2 separate regions of the Arachis hypogaea genome follow, and region 1 is linked to region 2. Evidence: chromatin contacts called from public Hi-C data. All regions are on one chromosome and are shown on one strand. Each heading gives the region's core, a stretch centred on a gene start, on an enhancer-like site or on the middle of the called end of the contact. The rest is flanking DNA. Distances are from core to core; before and after follow the strand shown.

What was found. Hi-C and Micro-C count contacts between places; a contact is called where the count stands out from the background.
Region 1: a Hi-C map of leaf shows a contact between it and region 2, with 2.6 times the contacts expected there. The contact joins the promoter of LOC112754756 here to the promoter of LOC112754751 in region 2. A contact is called at or near these places in 4 of 8 Hi-C or Micro-C datasets (all in leaf).

The regions. Positions count from the first base shown.
Region 1 is chr16:119,696,917-119,703,298 of arahy.Tifrunner.gnm2.J5K5, reverse strand. It overlaps LOC112754756 (probable polyribonucleotide nucleotidyltransferase 1, chloroplastic), which reads right to left and starts at 3,192. Exons shown (of 25, transcript XM_025802512.3): 1 at 2,665-3,192; 2 at 1,426-1,494; 3 at 716-822; 4 at 584-626; 5 at 204-287. The coding sequence starts at 2,961.
Region 2 is chr16:119,555,565-119,561,661 of arahy.Tifrunner.gnm2.J5K5, reverse strand. LOC112754751 (protein PNS1) reads right to left here and starts at 4,682. Exons shown (of 2, transcript XM_025802502.3): 1 at 3,540-4,682; 2 at 3,294-3,440. The coding sequence starts at 4,682. The coding sequence ends at 3,294. LOC112754752 reads left to right here and starts at 441. Exons shown (of 3, transcript XM_025802504.2): 1 at 441-872; 2 at 1,875-2,136; 3 at 2,601-3,024. The coding sequence starts at 675. The coding sequence ends at 2,668.

The DNA of each region.
Region 1 (6,382 bases), core at 1,943-4,442, 140 kb before region 2:
CTAAAAGAAATGAGGTATTAACGTTGTTCCTTTAAATTCTGCATCTCTTTAGATATTTTTGTTTGAAAACTAAAATATTTGTATTTAAATCATGATTAAATTAATTATCCGATTCAATGAAATTGAACTATCATGTCATGAACTAAAATTAGGAGAAGAACTGAAACGGAGACATAATTGCTGATGAAGGGAAAGGCCCATACCCAAGACAGTATTTGAGTTTCATGGTAGAAGCCCTTAGGCATTGTAGGACGAAGAGGCCTATCTATCAATCTACAAGTAAGAACCTGAAAGCAAAAAGTGATCATCTAAAAATAAGTAACATAATTTAAAAGAAAAGGGGAAAAAATTGCAGACAGAACATTTAAATAAGGTATCTTCTTTTGTACAGAAACTTAAGCTTTGGCCAAGTGACTGAAAGTCTGAAACTTGGCAGAGAGATTATCATAAGCAAGGGTGAATATCAAGATCAAAGGCCGAAACAAAATTGGCAAAACAAGTCACGTGTCACAATCATAAATAAGCACCCAAAACCGAGATTAATAATTGGCAACTACAAAGTTAACGATCAGTAAAGTAGCACCTCATGATCCTTTGCCTTTCCTTCTCGCTTGAAGAACCCTCCACTGAAACAATTAACCTCCAAAAAACCATTACATGCATGAAGCAGCAAGGAATCAAGCGAATAGTAATACAATGGAAATCTCTGACATACCTAGTGCGACCAGCTGCTGAAAAACGCTCTTGATAATTCACAGAAAGAGGAAAAAAATCAGATGGCTCACTAGCAGCATCATCCAAACATATAGAAGTATACACAATCTGCAGAACCCAGCCAAAAAAAAAATAAAAAAAACAAACAAACACAAAGCAAAAGAGTAAATTGCAATTTCTCACACATAATTTACCATGTGTTATCCTAAAGCACGGTAAAATTTAAGTTTTTTCATCCATAAATAGAATGCTAACAATAGACACCGAAGAAAGCAACAGCTGCAGTATATGAGTGGCATCAGGCATTCATCTATCATTTGAATTTCGGTACATATTGACGGCACAATCATGAGCAATTTTTCACAATTACCATACTCACCATCTCAAAATGAAGAACAAAATAAATATATTCAATGTTCCAATTGTGGCTAAATATTTCATACCAACAAATGCCAGTAAATTATTTATTTTTTCCATAAATAGTAGTTTTCTTTTCCTAACACAAGCACGAAATCAACTTACAGAATCTAACCTCTATTTTTTAAAAGAAAAATGGAAAAACTTACAATGTTGAGGAACCTCAAAAAACAACAAACCTTGCAGTGGAAAAGCTACTCTTTATTACAAAAGAAGAGCAGACACAATTTTGATCCATATGAAAATGTTCACAATCATGGACAAAGAAAGTAACTGCCAAAATATGGAACTTACTGTCTCGCCATCTGTAACTGTAACTGACGCACTGGCTTGTCTTCCTATATGACCAGTCTCAACCAAAATCTGTAGAACTTAACATGTCAATGAAAACTAGTACTGAGTATACCTCTTTAACTCAACAAAGATACTTTTGCCACAACCACAATACACAGATACAACAATATTGTAAAATAAAAAAGTTATGAAAAGTTATAATTTGGAGGATAGAATAAAAGGAATCTCTGAATCTCATACCACAGGCTTAAAGTGTCAAAGAATAAAAAATACTTTGCCACCAAAATATTTAAAATTAAAAAAAATAACAATTTAAGACCTTTGTTTCCCTTTCTTTTCTTTTTTTTCATTTGATAAAAGAAGAATTTCATTAAGATGAGAAGGATAATACAAGATAGAGGATAAGAGAGTTCCTCTATGCAAAAGCAAAACAAACAATTTAAAATTCAGTAGCTAAGATTAAAATATTTAAGAATGTATAAAGCATATTAACCAAATCAGTAGTTGCGCAGTGATTGAAGAATTCAAGATATGGTGAGAATTGGATTAGGGAGGGAAATCACATGAAGCAGAGAGCCAGCCAACAAAAACATTGAAAAATGTTCAACAAAGAATGAGACCAATGCATAAATCCTCCCAACCAAATTTAAGAGTCACTCTCCACTCAAATCAAAGGTTAGACATAGACCAAAAAGAGAATTCAAATGGCATGCACCGTGCATGAGTACATTAGCCTTTATAATTGCATCCCAATTAATCTGACGAAACAAACATTTACTTTGATCACTCTATGCCATAGTGAACAAACCTCCAAGTAAACCAGCGATAAAATTTCGCTAGAAGGATCATGTATTCACTAAAACAATTGCCAAACCTAAGGCGCCTCCTCCTTCTCGGTTCTCAGGATCACAAGAAGAGTGGAAAATGAGAAAAATCCTTAAGAGTGCTTAATTACAGCATGATTCTATTAGCATAGATTTATGTTTGTATGAACCAACTTCTCTTTGCTGTATTACTCCACATACCAACTTAGTAGGGACACTATAGCAGAACTCAACTACACTCTAACACGATCCTTCTTAAATTTTGCCACTTTCAATCATAATAAATAGTTCATGAAATTCTTAACCAGGCTATAATAACACCAAACTTCACACACTATCAAAAAAAATTGAAACAAAAAAAAAATAAGAATAAGAATAAGGATAACAGTAAATTAATAATAATATCCAAACTCACATGTCTATCGCCAACAGGAATCTTCACGGAGTACGGTTGCGGCGCAATGTGGGTGGCGCCATCGCTGTTCTTATCGTCCGACGGTTCCGTGGAAGCTCTGACAGCAAAGCCGTTACGGTTGTTGTTGCCGGAGAACAGGAGGGAGAGAGAGCGGGAGCGGCATTTTCCTTCCTTAGCAAAGCCAAAGTGAGGTCGGAAAGGGAGGAACAAGCAAGGAGGCTGAGAACGGCGGTGTTGGTGGTGGTGGTGGAGCGTGGCTCCACCATGGAAGGTGTTAGTGCTAGGGCATGCTAACATCCTCCTGCCTCTTCTTTTTCTTCCTCGCAGGATTTACACTTTTCGAATTTGCTAGCAAGTTGGAGCTTCTTCTTCTGGTTTCAGAAGAGCGGGTGAGTGGTGAGTGTGGGCGAGAAGAGAATAGAGGGAAGACGAGCAACCATTATCCGTTTTTTCTTCTTTTTTTTTGTTTTTGGTACTGAGGACGCACGCTACGATGTGGGTTTTTACGTATATTCCGAGTCCATACTCACCGTTCTTCTGGGAATGGGCCTTATTTGGGCCGGTACAGTGTTAAGAAAATGCGTGTGTAAATGTTAGAGTGATTATCCAACTCAATTCCGGATCATTACCCCAAAACATAACCACGACCTTGACCAAAAAAAAAAAAACCCGTCAAATCAGCCTTATACCGTGACTATGTGAGATAAAAAATGTTATTTGGACACTAATTTTAACTACCAATTCCATCTACCGTATAGAAATATAATAAAATAGTGCATACGGATACGAATACGGTAAATAACATGACTCGTCTGGAAAATAGAACTCACCCAGTTTCTTCGTCGCGCCACTTCTCTCCTCTTCTTCGATCGCATGATTTCTTTTCTTCTCGGTGCAGCGGTTCACTCTCCCCCTTTTCGATCGCACCACTGCACCTTATTTCTTATTTTCTTCTCTTTTCCACAAAGCGCTTCACTTTATTCTTCGATTGCCACATTGCTCCTCATTCTTCACTTTCTTCTCTTTTTCACGCAGCGCTTTACTCTACTCTTCTTAGCGCTGTTAACTTTTCTCTTCTCAGCGAGTTTGAATGCATTACGTGGATTTATTTTGGTTTTTTTTATCTTAGAATTTTAATTCTATTTTTATTGGCCAGATTAGAAAAGTTGCTGTTTATTGAAGTAAAGTCAGAATTCAATGGATTCCACAAACTCGAATGAGATTTGTGCTGTGTTTAATTCATATATTGTTAATTTTTTTATTCTTGATTTGATTTTAAGTGTTTTTTATTTGTTAATTATGAGGATTTTGATTTTTCATCCTAAACTGTTGTCAGTAATCAAACACCTTTCAACTTGTTTTTAAGTGTTTGATTATCTATGTTTTAGGTTGTTTCAAGGATAGGAACGTTATTCTCCTATATAGAAGATTATGAAACTTTTTATACCAATTATACAAAGAGAGTTGGCTTTTCATAGAATCTAAGAACTACTAAGTGGGATCAAAATAGACAGATTACATACTAAATTTTGGTATGTTCTAAAGCTGGTTATCGAAGATCAGAAATTGATCCACTAAAAAAGGCAAATTCAACTTTCGAGCAAAATTATAAAGTTAGGATAATTGAGAAAAGGGATAAGAAGTTAAAATATGTGTTAACCTCTGTGAATATGCAGCATAACCATGTTGTTAGTCCTGTCATGGCAAAGACTTTGAAAAAGAATACGAAACTAAGCTTGCATTCCAAATGGATAGCTGAGATCAATGATGAAACTGGTGTTACAATGAAAAATACCTATCAGAGTTTAGCAACTACTGCTGGTGGCCATGACAAATTGACTTTTACTAAAAAAGTCTTCAGAATCATATAGCAAAAAGTGTCAGAGTCATACAAGAGGACGGAAAATGTACAATTATTAATGCAGTATTTTTATAAGATGCAGCAATAAAATTGTAACTTCTTTTATGAAGTTAAATTGGATGAGCAACATAGCATAGAGCATGTTTTTTGGGTCGATACTAGAAGTCCTGTTGCTTATGGGCACTTTAGTGACGTTGTAAGATTTGATACGACGTACCAAACAAATAGGTACAACATTACAATTATATATTTCAAGTTAATTATATGCACTCTTATTTTTGTAGGTGTTTGATGTATAGGGATAGGTAAAATAAAATGCATTTGCTGCTACTATAATTGGATTCTCAATTTTGATTATAGATATAATATGCCTTTTGCCTCATTTGTTGGAATTAACCACCATGGTCAATCAGTACTACTTGATTGTGCTCTTCTTTTATGCAAAGAAGAGAGCTTTTTTATTTAGTTATTTGATTGTTGGATGTAATGTATGGGTGGCAAGCCGCTTATTGGTATATTGACATATCAATGCAAAGCTATGCGAAATGCGATTGAAAAATCCTTGTCGATGTATCGATGGTGCATTTGGCATATCTTGAAGAAAATTCCAAAAAAATTAGGAGCATACAAACAATCTAAAGATATTAGTGTTGAGATAAGACATATTGTGTGGGAGTCTAGGTCTATTGAGATATTTGAGAGCTTTTGGATTGATTTTTTCAATAGATTCAATTTGTATGATAATAATTGATTAGCAGGTATTTTATAAGTTTGATTATCTTATATCTGCTGTTTGATTATTTATCTTTTATTAGTCAATATGCCTTACAAGTTTGATTATGCATAATTTATATTTTCAGGTTTGTATGAAGAACGTGACAAGTGGGTCCGACAATAATTTTTGGGCAAGCATGAGTAGCACTCAAAAGAGTAAAAGCATGCATGCATTTATGAGGAACTATCTAACCTCAAAGTGCAATTTGTAACAATTTGTAATGCAATATGACGCTTGTTTTGCAAATAAAACCCAAAAAAATATGAATTGGATGTTGTTACTTTCGATACCATTATTTCTTGTGCTACTATCTCTCCTGTTGAGAAATAATTTTAAAAGGAATATATTCATTGAATGTTTAGTGGATTTCAAAAGGAATTTAGGACAAAGGCTAATTGCATTACAACAAAAAAGTACGAAGAAGAATATATTGTCACTTACAAGGTTATAGAAAAGATTGAGTACGATGATAAGATGTTTGATTCTATGTATGAGATATTGTTTAATTCATCAACTTCAGATATTTGTTGTCAATGTCATCTTTTTTAGTAAAAGGGAATGTTATGCTGCCATAGCCTTTTTGTCCTTGGTATTGAAAAAGTGAAAAAATTATTAGACAAGTACATCCTTAATAGGTGGAAGAAAACTTTAAAGCGTAAACATAGTAGCATAAAGTCTAGCCATGATCCAAGTGGTTTAGAGCCCGTAAAGAAATGATATAATGAGATGTGCAAGCAATTTTATAACATTGCTGAAGTAGTTGCTACATCTGAGGAGCTCATTGAAACCGTGTGTCGTGTACTTGACTCGGTTTGGATTTTGTTGTTTGGAACCAAAGGCCTCTAAAATAGATAATGTAGATAATCAACATTCAAATGAGGTAAATAAAAATACAAATTGTTTGGAGATCCACAACCCCTAACAAGTATCACAAAAAAGCCAAAGGCGTAAGAAAATGTTTCAATCTATTGTAGAAAAAAATGTTGAATAAGATAGGAAGAAGCATACTAAGAATGTAAAAAAGAAAACATAGGCAAGTTCAGTGTTCGATTAATTTTAGGGTTAAGTACGATTTTGGTCTT
Region 2 (6,097 bases), core at 3,433-5,932:
TCACTTTTTCCAAAATTTTAACATTGCAACCGTTCCTCAGCCCAACTAAGAGTCACAAATGAAATCATTGAAATGGCTAACGGATGTCCAAAAACAATGCCTAACGGATCTGGCATTTGCACCAAATGTTTTTTTTGGTCTTGCCATTTCCAACAAAATTAAGCATGCGTATGCGTTGAAATCATTACTAGCTCCAAGATCAGTCAATCATCTCCTACGTTTTCTGAAATCACAAATTTCCGGCGGCCAAATTCCCGGAGGCGAAGGCCCTAGAACTATACCTTGAAGCAAAAAGTTCAATTCCAAATTGTGTAGTTGAAAAATTTTTTTTTTCTTGGGTCAGGTGTAGTTGAAAATCTTCAAGCTTCAATTGGAAAATGGAACCCATATTTTTTGGAGGCGCTTCGAACAAAAATGGGTCTTAAGCCCAATATAATTTTGAAATTAATACTGGGCTTTGTCGAGGACCATAAACTGAATCCGAACTTCGGACATATAATTCGGGGAGGATGGTAGATCCACTTCCCCATCCGGGTCTGCTTCGTGAACTACGAGGAACGAAAAGCGGAAGCGAACGAAAACGCACGATTTCTCCGAGGAAGGAAGTGTTATATTGTAACACAGTTGTGTGAAGAAAAAGTTAGGCGTTTCTCTTTCTCTCTGTGTGTGTGCTTATGGCTTCAGGAACACTGCAAACGACGTCGTCGAGATTGGTCTCTTTACCGAACGCTTCGGTGGTGAAGGTTTCGATTCCTACGAAGAGAACGCTGATCAATTTTCGGTCCAATGGTTCCATTTCAAGCTTGACGAATAACATAACAACTCACGCCGTTTCCCGCAATGGCTCCATTTCTAGCTGCGCCTCCAACATGGTTAGTCACCAGTCAATTAGGTTCTTGTTCGATTCTTTGCGTTTATTTTGGATCATATATATTTTCTATTACGAGAATTGTAATGAAAATTATAGTTATTGAAGTGTTGGATTTGCTAGCGAAAATATAGCCACTCGTAGAAAACTGTAATAAAAATTAGGGGAATACCAAACAACAAGTACTCAACCAGAATTGAGAATTTTATTGTGAAAATGATCCCTATGGACTTTACTTAATTACTATAGGATTGGGCTGGAAATTTCTATGAGCTATTGCAACGATTAAATAAGAGTTGCTTGATTGTTGTAATACGTCTGTTTATGTATTTATTTATTAAGGGTGTATTTAGTATTTAGGGTAGAACGAATTTCGCTGAATTCCTTGTCATTGTTATAGTCTTTGGGTAGTGATTAAGAAGGCTGGTAGAGAAGCTTAGGTTAGATGGAGATTGATCTAATGGGACAAGATTTATTCTTCTTGTTATAATGGAAACCTTTTTTTTTCTTTTGGTTTTTGCTTATTTTTCATATTCGATAAGTCATTCGATCAACTATACCTATTGGAAAAGTCTCGTAGGATTGCCATTTACGAATAATAAATTAGAGAAAGAAAAGAGAAAAAAAAAGGGGGGGGGGGGGATGGGGTCACTTCAATGACTTATGATCAGAAAAACGACGGTTCTATTTCTGAAATCCAATCACAGTTTGCCTAAACCATATTTGAGCTATTAGAACCTGAGAACTACATGGTAGTAAATAAATCTTGATTGCAAAATTTCATTTTTCTGTACCTGCTATTTTTTTACACATCAGTAGTAAAGCCTAGGAAGGGAGAATACCTTGTAAAAGCTACATAACTTTTCTGATGAAGTATTACAATGTGGGATTATGTTCCTTTCTCGGATTTTCATTCACATTTGAGAATGTGTTCCAGAGTACCTGCATACAGAAGTTTGGTTTGCACTTAATGTACCTCATAGATAACTATTTCCTATTGTTTCAGTCTGTGTCAAGTTTGAAGGCAGATGAGAACAGACGCAAGAGTAATCTTGAATCTCTCTTTTGCTATGATAAGGCCATCCCAGAAGAAATAATTGAGAAGCCTGTTGGACTATCTTTGACTGAGAAAGATATCGGTAACAATCCCCGATGCACTGATTGCGAAGCTAAAGGTGCTGTGCTTTGCATCACTTGTGCTGGTTCTGGCCTATATGTTGACTCCATATTGGAAAGCCAGGGCATAATTGTCAAAGTTCGTTGCTTAGGTATGTTCTGGTGCAAACATAGATATCTCATATGCTGCCGAATTTCTTTTCCATACACCTCGTGTTCAACCGTTGCTGCATCTTGTAGTTTTCTTATTAAGATAAATAAAAGCATTTTCTTGATGGATCTACTTGATCTTATGGATGGCTAATTTCAGTTTATAGTTGAAACTTCTACACTTTGTTGATTGTTAGATGAACCATTTGGGGTTGACGAGTTGTGACTTGGGCATCTAAGAGGTTTGAACGAATCCATATTTAAAAGGTTTTAAAACTTTTTGATAGATAGAGAGGTTATGACATTAATTAAAATAAGCTTCATATATGAGTTGATGAACTTGATGCGACATTCCACTTATTTCTATGTTGAAACACTTGTGTGCTTATTAATTATTAATATCGAATTGTCTGTTGAGAATCTTTGTTGCAAACCCTTTTTCACTTTGATAACTTTCACCATATAGGTTGTGGAGGAACAGGTAATATGATGTGTACGGAATGCGGGGGACGGGGTCATCTGGGACCAAAATGATGTGAGCTTGATACCTTGTATTTCGTTGTAGCACCGTATACATATTTGCTTGGTATAGCTTGTGAGTCATCATTATTCTTTTTCACAAATCAATTATTTGTTGTGACTGGGAACTAAGGCATCTACTTAAATTCTTTTCATGATTCGCTTCCCGACAACGATCTAAAGGCTCTGGCTATAATATTTATTCTCAGCTATGAGGACTAAAGCTTTCATTTGTTGCACAGATGATTATATCATATGTAGAAAGTTATATAGTTGATTTATTTCTGAGAAGAATATCGTATGAATTAATGATCAATATGTAGAATAAGTTTATGGTGTATTTCATCAAAGTTATTTACTAAAAATTAGTATGACTGGTGTCAATTCTTTATTACTTCAATACTGACATGCATCTGTCTGTTTATTCTATGGAATATATTCACACAAAATCATGAACCACATTAGAAATATCTGTCACAAATCACGATTGATGACTGCATCAGAAATCTTTATGTACAATACCAAAAAAAAAAATTGTTCTTACAAGTGTGTGGTCAGTATCATTTTATCTTGGAGATATTGCAGCTATGTTGGTTTACTCTCCTTCAGTATATATGTTCAGCTGAAAAAAATTGTTAATTCAGAATAGTTGCAGAGCTTGAGATCTTTGAATCTGCTCCAAGCGTGCTGGAATTGTTGAGTCGAATTGATCGTTCTCCGGATTCTCTCCGTAGGCAACATAGTATGCCGCAACACATGCCTGTAGCCACCCCATTGCCAATCGACACTGCATCAAGACATCAGTACCATAGTCAGTATCCATGAAAAGAGTAATAAGAGTCTGAAAGTAGTGAGTGTAAGATGTAACCTAGTTCGTAGTCCTTACCATGAAATAGCCAATCAAGAAAGCATAAATGGATACTTCCAGGGCATAGCTCTGATGCATCACAAGGATCCAAATTCCACACACCATAGAACAAAATGCACCTACAGCTACTCCGCTAAGGAAACATAATGCTCCGGTTAGATCCGAGTCTATGAGTGGCAACATTCTAGCTCTAGTGAATATTTCCCAAATATCACCAGATGCGTCCACAAACTCTTTGTTATAGACTCCAATATGTACAAAACTCCATCGGTTCCCAAACTTCGGAAGAACGTTTACCATCCCCATATAAGAACTAACACAGCAAAACAGGATCTCATCTTCTCCTCCAAGTAGACTCATCGAGCGTCCAAAACCGCGGAAGAGAGTGAAGACTGGGAGAAGGATTGAGCCAATGGCGATACATCCAACAGAACGATTGATACTGTCACGAAGCGCCTCATAAGTATCCATGGGATTTCCAAGTATCTGCAGATATGTGACCCTTGAAATGGTGAGTTGTATTACATTCTTGAGAAACTGCATGGTCCATCCCAGGCTCAGCATAATCACCAAGATGAAAATGAAAGCCAATTTGAATTTGTCTTGAAGGGCTGTAGCTCCACCGATCCCGGATACAAGAAAACAGCAATAAAGGGTTCCAATTACAATTGTCGCGAGTACCAACACTCTGGTTTTAGCAGGTGGAAAAGCTGTTGAAACTGACAAGATATTCGTCGCATATTCGAATCTGGGTCTGGCCCAACAACCATAGAGGGATTGAGCTAATGCAGAACAGAAGGAAACTAATCCCACTATAAGACTAGTTGCTGTGCCCATGTACACAAACATCCCAGCCATTAAACATGTTAGCAGGGGACCTAGCCAAAATGCTGCCTTGAGTGCGTTTCTTGGGTAGCTGAAAGTGATCCATTGCCACATGAAACCGATTATTCCGCCACATGCCGTCGAAGCTAGAACTGGAGGGTACCACTTCATAGGGTGGAAATGCTGGCCGCCAGATTCCGAGGTCAGGCCATAAACAGTGATGAAGATCACTGTGGCTGCTGTTAGGAGCAAATGCAAGTAGAAAAGGATCTGAAAGATGATTCTCAATGACATTTTTGTTGTGTTTCCAAATCTTGTGCCTGCGCAAGAAGCCATAACGAAGTTTGACTTGATTTTCTTAACAAGAAAGCTCTACAAATATAACAAATGCAGTTGATGCGGAGCGATATATAATTATATATTACAGAATCTTGTTGCAAAAGTAACACTTAAGGAATAAGAAATTAAGAAAAAGGAGTTCAAACAAAAACAAAAGGAAAAAGAGAAAAAAATGATCAAAGGAAGAGAAAGAGATAAGAGATGCAAAACCTTTTATGGAGGAAGCTTGTGTTGTTGTTGACCTTCTTCTACTTCGATGATCTCTGTGGTGTATTCGAGGTGATACACGATAACCAATTACAATGAAATGGCGATGCTTCTTAGAGTTTATTCTATCTTGAAGTGCACTCAGAAATCCCAATCTCCCATGATGAGTTTCTCTGATTTTCTTTCACTTTCTTTGTCCTCACGAATGAGAAAAACAAATGGATGAAACCTCTAATTTCTGAGACTCAAGTAAGCTTAAAATAATGGCTCAACTCTCGTGGGTTTAATCAATGCACGTTTTCCCACTTTATATACAAGCTACTTTTCTAGATTCTTTTTTATTCTTTTTATTGTTATTTACTTATTTTCCAACTGTAGTCTAAGCTAGAGTGAAGTTATTAAGTGTAACTACTAACTAGAACTGATGGCAAATAGGGTTTGTTGCGATGACCTGGCACGGGGCGGGAGATGGTGACGTTATGAAGAGGGAGAGGTTATGCTTCTCGTTCCTCTGGTTGTTAGTTTAGTGTCCACTTGTCAATGTTAGCTTCTTTCCCGGGAAAAAAACGGTTGCTGCTTTAGAATCCAACAGAAAAATTAGAAAACGGCATTTTTTGAAAGTGGTGCTTGTTTTTATTCTGTTCAACCGGTCAACTGCTATAACTTATTTCATGAAAATATCTGTCTAATGGCTAATATATATACAAAAATTATTTTATATATTGCTTTCAGTTTGGTTATGTATAGTTGCTTGGGCCAGACATTGGACTCATTGGTGGTGTCGAAGGCTTCTCGGACATGGCAAAATGCTGACTGTTCTTTCTTGGCGATGGTGAGATGCTGATAGCTCTTTCTCGGCCATGGCGAGATGCTGGGGTGGCGACACGTCCAAGGCCTGGCTTCAACGCTGCTCTCCTGCAGCTGTGTCTCTCGTAGACAGCGAGAAAGAAAGAGGGTGTCACGCGTTCTCCATGCATGGAATGTAGTTGTCCACCACCTGGTCACCCTCTATAAAATTCCTTCCTTCTCCTTGTCGTGGTCTCCGAAAATACGAAAGATAGAACAGTAATAAAACACTTAAGACAGAGTAGTGGTAGTGGTTTATAGTAGTAGTAATGGTAGTAAAATGAGATCAAAATTAGAGTCACGATAAGCGAAAATATGATTATATATTTATTTTATTGTTAGTGTTATTTTTTCTTTAA